Linked DNA regions of Hordeum vulgare: all the other regions are linked to region 2. A link is a contact called in public Hi-C data. All regions are on one chromosome and are shown on one strand. The core of a region is the stretch at or near the end of the contact, and the rest is flanking DNA. Distances in the headings are between cores, read along the strand shown. Region 1 holds the start of LOC123401165 (zinc finger CCCH domain-containing protein 17). Region 2 holds the start of LOC123404523 (E3 ubiquitin ligase PARAQUAT TOLERANCE 3-like). Region 3 holds the start of LOC123403887 (SPX domain-containing membrane protein OsI_08463).

Evidence for each region. Hi-C and Micro-C count contacts between places; a contact is called where the count stands out from the background.
Region 1: a contact with region 2 is called in a Hi-C map of seedling, with 5 times the contacts expected there. The contact joins the promoter of LOC123401165 here to the promoter of LOC123404523 in region 2. A contact is called at or near these places in 4 of 6 Hi-C or Micro-C datasets (leaf and seedling).
Region 3: a contact with region 2 is called in a Hi-C map of leaf, with 7 times the contacts expected there. The contact joins the promoter of LOC123403887 here to the promoter of LOC123404523 in region 2. A contact is called at or near these places in 2 of 6 Hi-C or Micro-C datasets (both in leaf).

The regions. Positions count from the first base shown.
Region 1 is chr6H:440,112,465-440,115,944 of MorexV3_pseudomolecules_assembly, reverse strand. LOC123401165 (zinc finger CCCH domain-containing protein 17) reads right to left here and starts at 1,506. Exons shown (of 9, transcript XM_045094896.1): 1 at 802-1,506; 2 at 633-728; 3 at 449-538; 4 at 259-360; 5 at 12-158. The coding sequence starts at 1,251.
Region 2 is chr6H:439,406,233-439,410,100 of MorexV3_pseudomolecules_assembly, reverse strand. It overlaps LOC123404523 (E3 ubiquitin ligase PARAQUAT TOLERANCE 3-like), which reads right to left and starts at 1,326. Exons shown (of 15, transcript XM_045098450.1): 1 at 682-1,326. The coding sequence starts at 847.
Region 3 is chr6H:440,268,122-440,271,643 of MorexV3_pseudomolecules_assembly, reverse strand. LOC123403887 (SPX domain-containing membrane protein OsI_08463) reads right to left here and starts at 2,079. Exons shown (of 12, transcript XM_045097801.1): 1 at 1,911-2,079; 2 at 1,701-1,791; 3 at 570-642; 4 at 237-357; 5 at 1-101. The coding sequence starts at 622.

The sequences.
Region 1 (3,480 bases), core at 257-2,756, 710 kb before region 2:
TCAATCCTTACTCTAATGGTTTTATCCATTGAGCCAGAGTAAAGTCTCATGCCTCCTACTATTAACGAAACAACAGCAAGCTGGTGCCCGGTAAGAGAAGCAGCTGGCTCAAAACAATTTGTCACGGCGCTAAATCTCCATGCCAAAATCCTTCCATCCTACACCAAGTGTAATACGAGAGAATACATCATTAACAAAAAATATATTTGCCAAGACAAATGTTAGATCCAACGACAAGACAAAAGGAAGGAAGTTTACCTGTGTTGCCGCAAAGAGTAGCTCATTGCCAACTGCAAGTGCATAGACTTGTCCAGTCGGCCCGGTAAGGTTCATTTCTGCTTGAGTTTGCATATTCCAAACCTGCAGCGACAGTTCATACAGTCAGACACACATGTGGGACAGCAATAGCATTGGGTTAAAATCCCAAATCTCAAGCACCATTTCCTACCTTCACAGCATCAGGTATTCCAACAAACACCCATGGCCCCTCGCTGATCATGCACCCAACCTCACCCCCCACGGGGAGGACACCAGCACACTATCACACACCATATAGAAAACAAAGGTACTGAAAATTGTCATACAGAACACACAATCCTTCCAAGGATACAATTCAATGATGCCTCGGCTACCTGTCCAGTTTGACAATCCCAAAGGCGCACCGTTCCATCCTTACTCCCAGAATACAGCTTGTCTGACCCAGCAGGCAGTGCGATCCCTGTCACAACCTGAAGGAACGCACAGCATTTGATCAGCGACGTTTCGAATTTTACTAGACGGTCTTATCTGTAGATGAAGTACCTTCTCGTGGCCCTGGAGAGGGGTGAGCAGCGTGATGCTATTGCTCATGCAATATGTGTGGGGGTAGCGGCACTTCTCGCCGTAGGTGCAGTCTCCGGCGAGGAAGAACTTGCAGGGCCGGTCGGGCACCTTGTGCCTCACGCCACCGTCTGCACCTCCGGGGCCCCTCCCCCATTTGTTGTAGCCACCGCCGCCGCCGCGCCCCCCTCCTCCTGAGTTGGGGTTACGCCAGACGTGCCCACCAGGGCCATCCCTTTGGTTCGGGCGCTTGGTGGTGGCCGCCTCAGGGAGCTCGCTGTGGAGGAAGGGGCAGGGGAAGCGATTGCATCGCCCAGCGCGCCAATGGATGCAGACCTTGGTAGAGGAAGACGAAGAGGCGGCGCCGGGCGCCGGTCCGAGGCGGTTGTGCACGCGCTTGTTGCCGAAGCGGCCGTCGGCCTCGAAGTCCATGGGCGTCGCCTAGGGTTTGTTGGGCTCGGGAGGCGGCGCGGGCAGAGGAGGAAGTAGTCAGATGGTATTCGGGGTTTGACGGGAGCAGCGGCGGGGATGTTGAATTTATTTAGGAGGTAGGGTCGCGTGGAAGCGACGCGGCGAGGGCTCGCCGGAATGGATGGGGAGATCCGGATCGGAGCGGGGAGAGGAGGCGCTTACGGTGGCCCTGCTTTCCCCTTGGTCGGGTTTAGCTCGCGGGCGGAAGGTTGGGCCGGCTCCGGTTAATACAACGTGGCCGGTGCCCCGCAGGCTGGCAGACGCCGACGAAGCGAACCGCCTGATGGAAGTACATACACCATTTCGTTATGTACTCCCTCGGTAAACTATAAAAGTATTTAAAACACTATTTTAGTGATCTAAACATTTTTATATTAATTTACAAAGAAAGTATAAAGTAATACAAATGTCCGTGCGTTGCATTGGGCGAAATATTAAATATAATTTTCTTTATATGTTATTATGCAATATTATTTTAATCTAATTTTTGCAAGCATTAAAAGTAAGGTTACATTGAGTATTTCTTTTAGCCATGAAATTCGATTTTACTTATACAAACATTATAAAATAGGATCATCAGAATGATTATAATTTTAAATAAGTCCGGATAATTTTTTGTATAAATTATAAACAAATATTCATGAATGCGCTAGTGTTGGAGCACGTAGACATGCTCCTTAAAAATGATCTTGTAGTTCCCTATACTAACTCATGCTCCTTAAAAATGATCTTGTAGTTCCCTATACTAACTTTGAAGTTGACGGTTGGATTGTTCTGTAGTAACACTAAGTGATAAATTTAAGAAAGAGTTGGACATGGGAGACGGCGGGAGCTCGACTTTTATGAGCCGCCTAGTGTCCCATGTCCTATTCTACCTCGCTGACGGCCGGACGGACACTACGAAGGGCATATCTAGCCGTCGGGCATGGACACGACGGACCCGAACGAACCCCGCTTAATATTAGATTTATGTTGCATGTAATAATATAGATTTAAGGTTTCTAATTTAAAGTATCCGGTTATAGAACTCGTTATTTGAGGCTTAACTGATCAACGTCCGCAGATGCGTCCAGACGTTTCCATGAAAGTTAAAGAGGTCAGATTTGTTAAGTCCGGTTATAGATGCTCTATGAGGCGGTACAATCAAATAATTATAATGAACTAATGTGAAAAGGAACATCTAGCAAATAATAGTTTGTTGGAACGTCACGAACAACCGCATATAAATCCAACGGGGATGAGCACCGAAGTATCCAACAGCTTCGAGTCTGTGTACATCTACCAACAACTATTGATCAAAAAATAGCAATAGGCACTAAATCTCCACCGAGCTGCGCACTGCATGACCCTTATCCAAAACATCACCATTCCTCGTGCTGCTACATAGAAGAGGAGACAAGCGTTGATGCCTGGTCGTGCTCCTCACAACAGCCGCTCGTGCTGCACCCAAGAAGCACTCCAGTACTTAGTGCCCGACCGCGGTGGCAGCCACTGCCGGGATCCGTCCCTCCGTGCATCCCCACACCAGCACGCCGGCAAATCACCCACTGCACAACCATGGCGGGGCGGCCTGTTCAAAGCCGTCATCGATGTGCGCCTCTGCTGGGAGCCTGGTCATGGGTGCCACCATCTGGGAGTAGCAGCATCGGGGCCAAGCCGGTGTCCGGTAGCACTTCCCCCGCGGTGCGCGCTGAAGGCCACGGCTCGGGGCCAAGCCGGTCTTCGGTAGCACTTCCCCCGCGGTGCGCGCTGAAAGCCACGGCTGCACCATGAATGTCGCCTCCATTGCGGACTGGTGCGTTGCAGAACGCCTTGCCATCAATGGGACATCGCGTCGCGGAGCGAATTGAGCGACCACGCTAGCAGGAGCCGAGAAGGTCGCGGCCGCGAGCTCTGTCGTCCGTCGTCGCCTCCTAAAAAGGAGCGACCTTCATGCTCTGTTTCGCACGCGTTGCCGCTTCTCTGACTCGTCTCATCCTGGCAAGATTCTACCCTCTCCCCATCTCTCACCATCGCGAACTCTGGATCCGGCGCCCCCAACCTTGACAGCCTTCCATGCGCCTCTCAGAGCCTCCTTCGCCCGGATCCGTCTGTTGGCAGCCATCTATCGTCGTTCTCCGGGGTCAAAGCCGTTGTGCCATCCAGATTGTCGCGTCGTTGTTCTGGAGGTCCGGCTCCGGCGACCGCCCC
Region 2 (3,868 bases), core at 77-2,576:
TAATACTTCGACTGTACAAAAACCATCCCAAGTCCCCCCAAAATCAAGATACTCCTATCCTGCCCACTAATTATAAGTTCTTAAGATACAACTGTATTTCAATCTGAATGCCCGCAGTAAAATCCATTAATCCAGAATGATTGTTCGGTGAGGTAAGCAAACAACGCGATGCTTCATTAGAACACACTTACTAGTCTTCGATGCAATGCGTGGTACATGTGCTCAGCATCGCAAAAGACATTCGAGTTGCTAAACATTGCAAACAAAGATCATGTCAAATTGTTTAAGTATTGTAATTTTATCTCTAAACCCAGCTTATAGTTAATCCTCCGCACCAAATCAGTAGATCAAGTCGTCATGTCTTAGAAAGCTCAAATCATAAGAAAAAATTGAGGCAGACAACAAATGATGCCAACTAGATAAGGCCTCAATTTTCAGACATCTTGAGTGCATGAATCAAACAGCCAAATGGCTTACGATACACAGCCAAACAGAATTACAACCTGAGCCTATCAAAATATTATCTAGCACTAACATCTTGTGTACAATCACCCACACAAGAAATCAAGCAAAGGTTCTTCTCTGAGAAAGAACCAGTATTATCTAGCTAGCACTAACATCTTGTATACATTCGCCCACACAAGAAATGAAACAAGGGTTCTTTGCTGAGAAAGAACCAACCTTCGTCAGTCTGGGCATTCGAGATCATGAGGTCGAAATCAGTGCCTCTGCCAAGGTGCTTGGACTCAAAAATCATCTCCTTGAGGTTGAGAACCGAGATGAATTGCCCCTCGATAGGGATCGAGTCATAGTCTCTGGCACTCTTGAACTTGTAGTAGACAGCCATAATAGCGCCGGATCTAGATGGCGTGCCGGGTGTGCACCAGCACACCCAATTTGCGCGGCACGCCCAAAATTTGTGGAGATCAGTGAGGTTTATCTAATCACTGGGTGCCAAAAAGCTCATAGACGCCAGGATGGCGGACGGGGTTGATATAGCAGCGACGCGACGGGGCAGACCGGGAACGGCGATGGCGGCGACGCGCGTGGGGGGTCGGACGGGTTAGGGGGGGCAGACGCCGGCGGTGACCTAAGCTACGGCGCGGCGGCGGGTATAGGACACGGTAGACTGTAGGAGGTGTTCTAGAGCCGCATCGGGCCGGATTGGAGCTTGCTTGGGTAGGTCAGGACTCGGGAGAGGAAGAGGATGACTGGGAGGGGAAAGAAGGGTACAGGTACGGGACGGTGGAGAGCGGAAACCGTGGAGGGAGGGGATGGATCTCACCCTCTAGGGCCGAGAGCAGGTATTTGGTTCAGAAGGGGAGATAAAGTGACAGTAGTAGTATTGGGATGTCCTTTTGAGTCTGAACATTTTGTATTCGTAGGAAAACTATGAAGTTTTGTGACTAGTTTAATTTGAATTGATATATAGCATGTTGAGAATATATCTCTTTTTTGTTCTACTTGGTAACGCAGGCATGATAAAAGATAGGTTTCCAGCCCAATCTCTTCACAATAGAACTAGACCTGCCTGCCCGCTCATGAGCTGAGCTGAGCCCAGGTCCTCCCCCGCACCGCCGCCGTTGGTCACCCCGGCCGCGGCGGCCACCACCATACAGCCTTCATGGCAAGCCACCCCACAACAAGATCCGTTGGCTCCTCCCCTGCCCGTCGTGGAGAAGCGCAGCGCAGCCCCTCGCCCGTCGGTCCGTCAGCCGCCCTCCTGACGCGCGAGATGACGGCTAGACCTTCCCGCGTCGACAGTCGTCGCTCCCGCTCGTCCGGCGGTCCGTCGGCCGCTCTGGCCACCACGACGCGCGAGTCAACACCGGATCCGCCTTCCCCGCCGCGGATCTGGCTGCGGGGGGGATGCTCCCGGGCTCGGACCGGGGGAGAATGGGACGTTCCCGCTGGTCTGCTCGACGTGCCGGCTTCTCCTACCAGCACCGCGTCCGCATCGGTCGATTCTCCCGATCTCCCGGAGCTTCCCATGCCGCGACCAATTGCTACGCTCAGGTCAATCGTCGTAGCCCCGTCGAAAGATGTCTCTGCTGAGGGGGGGGCCTAGACCGAGGTCTCCTCCCAGAAAGCACGGCGCCATGCTGCTCGCCCGACGGTCCAAGAGGTGCACCCTGGGAGGCACGGCTCGGCCCGGCACGCCGCTTTCTCTGCTAACCAAGACCAAGCGCGCCTCGCCTTCATTACCAAGTTCAGGGGACGCTGCTTCCGGTGCCTCAGCACTCGCCACAAGATAGCCGGTTGTAGAGACCCGATCCATTGCCTCACCTGCAAGAGAGCATGACACACTAGTCGCAACGGCCCGCAGCATCCGAAGTACGCAGGAATAGCTAGGAGCGCTAAGAGCAGGCTCGGTCCACCACCACCCTAAAAGCCGCTGCACTCTAGGCTGCGTTTCCCACCGCCACCCGCGACCATGTCGACAGCCGCTCCATCATTGCTTCAGCAGGCGGATCATGCTCGACGCCCCCGGGACAGCTGCTCGGTGACTGTCCCGTCGCCGGCAATAGAGCAGGCTGTCGCGTTCCTCCGCGCCCACGCCGTCACGCTTCGGGCGGCCGACGGGGTGAATGCAACGTCCCCCATGGCGGTCGGACGGGCGCTCAAGACGCAGCTCTCCATCCCGGTGCACTCGCTACGCGTCACCGCCCACCACCCGGAGCACTATTTCGTCGTCTTCACCCAGCCGGCGCTTCAAGTGAACGCCGTTCGACGCGGCTCCATCAGGGTCGATGGTGCCATCTTCAACATCTCCACCTGGCACGACCACGACCACGCTGCTTTCGACTCCCTCCTGCTGCACATCCGTATTGTCGTCGAGGGGGTGCCGATGCACTACTGGTCGGTGGAGGGCGCCGAGGAGATCCTCGGCAGGAGGGTTAGAGTGGATCGTCTCGATAGAAGGACACTCGAGCGTGGCCACACCAAGACCTTTGCTTGCTGGGTGTGGACCAGCGACGTCGCCAACATCCCCACCAAGCACACCTTGGGAGTGCTCCCGCGCGGCGCAGGTCGGGTTGAGGAGATGGAGGGTTTCTCACCTCCTGACCGGCGCGTTGCTCCACCGCCAGCGACGGCCGAGTACTCCATGCTCATCCATGTGGACCGGGTCGAGGACTGGACCACTCCATCCCCACGGTCCTCCCACTCTGGTCAGAGTGGTATACCGTCGTCCGACTCCGACAACGACGACCGCCCGTTCCCGGCAGTGACACCGGCATCCTGGACCATGGGGGGCGAAGATGGCTAGCGTGGAGCTCGGCCGCAACGCCGCGCACATGCTTCGGTCACCAACCTAGGCTGCAACGGCATGCCATGGGGAGGACGTGGCCGTGACAACAATGGCGACGGTGGCTTCAGGGGTGCGGGCCAGCGCTCCTGGAAAGACGTGCTTCTGCGACGGAGCCGCACCCCGGCACGGAAGTCTCAGCTGGGGCATCACGCCAGCGCAGCCGATCTCCTCGTCGCCCCAAGAGCACGACGCAACGTCAGGGGGGAGGAAGGACAACCACGGCACCTCCCTTGCCACCTCCACATCGGCACAGGCGTAGCCGCGGCCGCACCCCTGCGCCACCAGTAGCAGAACCACTGCCTGAGGCGGCCGACGGGCACCGAGGCAACGGGAAGGATCTCGTTGATGACTTCTTTAGGGCGGCGAAGAAACCTACTGTTGCATCTGTGCTCGCCGACTCTGTGGCGGTCGATGTGCACGCAGTTGCAGAGGCTGCAGTAGCCGCACCACTTGACTTCGGAGGCGACAACTTTTTCGAGGACGACGTAGATGCGGCCGAATGGGTGCAACTAGACGCATTCAGCCCGACGCTCTCGGCTGCTACGACGGACTGCGGCC
Region 3 (3,522 bases), core at 830-3,329, 860 kb before region 2:
TCGCAATGTTCTGTAAGTATGGCACGCTGTTGTCCCAATTTCTCGATCCTGCTAGCAAGATGACCTTGCTGTTTCAGTAGAAAGAGCACAACCTTTTCAATCTGCAATGAAGAAACTTACATGAACACAGATGGTGTGAGGCAAAAAAGAATAAACATTGCTGGTTGAACGAATATATCAATAATAAAGCCTCTATATGAAAATATGAATCTATCAGCAACTCTGCTATATTTTACCTGCTCATCAAGCATCCTCGAGAACTCTTTAAGAACCTGTTCATGATTTCTTCCACCACTTTGAGTCTGCTGAACATACTGTTTTACCTTTTTCTTCATCATTTTGTAATTAATATAGTATCTGCAAAAAGTGAGCAAATGATTCATAAGATTCCAAATGACCATTGCACGGGCTTACAAATTGATATTTTTCATCAGCTTATATCTGCGAAGATAAAACAGCGACACGTAATTTATGCATATCTAACCAATTCAGTCACAACAGTAAAATGATCGTAAAAAATAACAGTAAAATGCCATGGAACTGAATTTTGGAGCAGCAAGGCAACATACTCTTTCCACTCCTCCAATTGATCCGACACCAGTACCTTCCCAAAATTAACCATCTTGGCGTTTCGCTACCTACCTGAAACTAAAAAATAACAAAATCGTTAGCATGGCGATAGAGGCTAGAGCCAATCAACTCAAGCACACTATTTTGATTTAGTTAACACTTTAGAATTGCAGCCATATAATTGGTTCAGATGTCAAAGGGAGTAGCTTTCAGCAGAAGATCTTAACGAGCTTGAGACAGAAAACTAATGCGCACAGTAAGCGCCAAAGCCAGACATGTCAGTGCGTACATGGACAAAAGACATAATAGCCTTTAATAAGTGGAGAACCTAAGATAATGTTAACATGTCTGGCAAAAGCTTGAGGTATTCGGGACCGCTCCAAAAGGGGCAGGGCACGTAGCAAGATGGCACAGAATCGACTAGTGACATAGTGAGACAAAACCCTGGAAAGGGCACGTAATAAATGGCTCCAAGGTTTCCCAAGAGCTAAGCATCTCTATTATAGCGCTCACACAATTCCTTTTCTGAACTGGCCTTGAAAACAACGTGCAATAGATCACCTTCAGACTACAGTAGCAGCACTGTACCAGAAAGGTGCAGGTGAAGTTTTTCTCGTTGTTTTTCTCGTGGAGTTTGCCACATAGCCAGTGTGGTGCAGGAAAGTGAACCATCAGGCCAGATGATGCGGAGCAAACGATCCAGAGGGCCGAGGGTCACACGTCAGGAAACATATATGTACGCTAGCGGCGACCGTGGTGTTCTACTTCTCTTGTCAGCATCCCGCTTAAAATAAACCTAGGAAAACGCCGCTCAGCTACTCAGGAGGATGGCCTATCACCGCCGTGCTACTCCGGCGATATTGGGGGCGATTGCCCAAATGCAGATGGTTCTTCTTCGGCGCTCGCATCGCATCACTGGCCCGGCGAGACAGCGAGAGGGGATTCTGGCATCGTCTCAATCGGGAAACGGGAAATGTATTCCTATTTTATTAAAAGAACTTGAGGCGAATCCAGAATCAAAGCCGATAGAGACACGCCGAGGGAAACGAGTCTCTGATTCCTATGAATAGAAATGAGTATTGTTATTCCTGTTTCGGACAAGGTGCTAGAAATTGGAACAGATTGTTTACCGCGGCCGCGTGTTCTTCGGCGGCTCCTCCCTTCCCTTGTTCGGCGAAGCAATCTCCTGAATTTAGATGACCATCAACGAACCGATCGCGCCTGCAACACCGACAAATTGATGGCGCATTTAGAACAGTGCCATTGTTTTGGAACAAGATTCAGCACAGGGCCTGCACAGGCCAAAATCAGAAGACACAGGAGAACAGATGCGCACGTACCTACAGTGATCCCTTGCGAACGGGAGGCACCGGAAAGGGGATGAGGAGGCCGGGATTTCGGAAGAGCGCGGCGCAATGGTAATGGCGCGCGTATGCGTACCAGTATGCGCGAATGCAATGGCTGGGTTCGGCTGTATCTTGTGTGGTCGGCTCCGGAGGTGCGAGGGAGAGAGGAAGAGGGAGGTATTTATAGCGGCGACGGTGGGGGGGGGGGGGGGAGGACGGAGGAGTACATGGAGATGGAGGTGGGGGGCGTCGCCGGGGATGTGGCCGGGGCCGGGGTGGGCTGCGGCCGGTACGTCGCCCTCGTGTCGCCGATGCCGACGTGGCGGATTCGACCGGGACGGGACGGCTCGCGGCCCCGTTTTGGCATAGGATGGCGCCGTGGGCTGTGGACGAAAACGCCCCTCGCCTCACTACCCCTGGTTTTCTGCGTGAGGTTACTCGGCCACTAATCTTTAGCTCTGCTGTTTTATTTTCTTTCTAAATCGATGTTTGATCAAAATATAAAAACGAGTTTTATGGGACAAAATCAAAAGAATCCAATCAAGTCGTAGAGCACCTGGCAACGACTACAACCACTAAAACAAGCTGAAGGCGCACCACCGTCATCATCCTTGCCTTACAAGAGCACCTTGTTGTAGGACCAACACATCAAAATAACAACCGTCATCATCGATGAAGAGAACCGTAAATCGAAATGATCGAACCTATGGACACACGAATGAAGATCATATCCAAGCGGATCCATCGGATACATACCTCCACACGTCCTCCCACGAGGCCACGACGGTAGACGCACCACCAAGACGGGAGTTAGGCGAAGAGACCATTATACGATCTTCATGGAGCCGCGTCGTCTTTTCTTTCTGAGCACGACACAAACCCTAACCAAACTAAAAAGAAACTGTCTAAAAGCGGAGCCCTTTCGCGAGGATCCATCGTGCTCCATGGCCCTAAGGCCACAGGAGGCGAGGCACATCAGCCACGACACCTACGAGAAACAGGGTGTAAAAATCTAAGAAAATTTCTAGCTAATTGAACAACGAGATGAAAATTAAACTTAAAACATGCCCAAACCTGGTGAACGTCTCTCGGGGCACCACATGCCGATGTGTGCCATGGCAACACAAAATTCGATAGACGTGAAAACTTTAGTCGTCAAAGCTATCCATCTCGAGTTATCTCACGACTCTAGTTTTAGTACAAGGAACCACCAAGTAAGTGATCAACAAAGTGCATCATCAAAGCCACACATGCAAGCAACAAATGGTAGGTAACTGTGTGAACAAAATGCAACTTTGATTTCATGAGCCTCAATCGAGAAAGTTGCAAGATTAGCACAGACTAAGTCCACCATAACAACTCAATGAAGCTTTCTTCCAAGTGTCATTGTCAACATCTTCTCGTCCACTACGACGTGATTCCAACTTCATCGCAACACAACAAAAGTGGTGCATAGAATACTCTAGAAACACGCTATCAAACTAAAGATGAAACCCATGCTGTGACCTGACACCACTCGCCACCACCATCATTGTCATTCTATTCCCCTCACCCATACACATGTATTGCTAGCGAGCCACATGACAAATGTGTCGATGGTTAATGT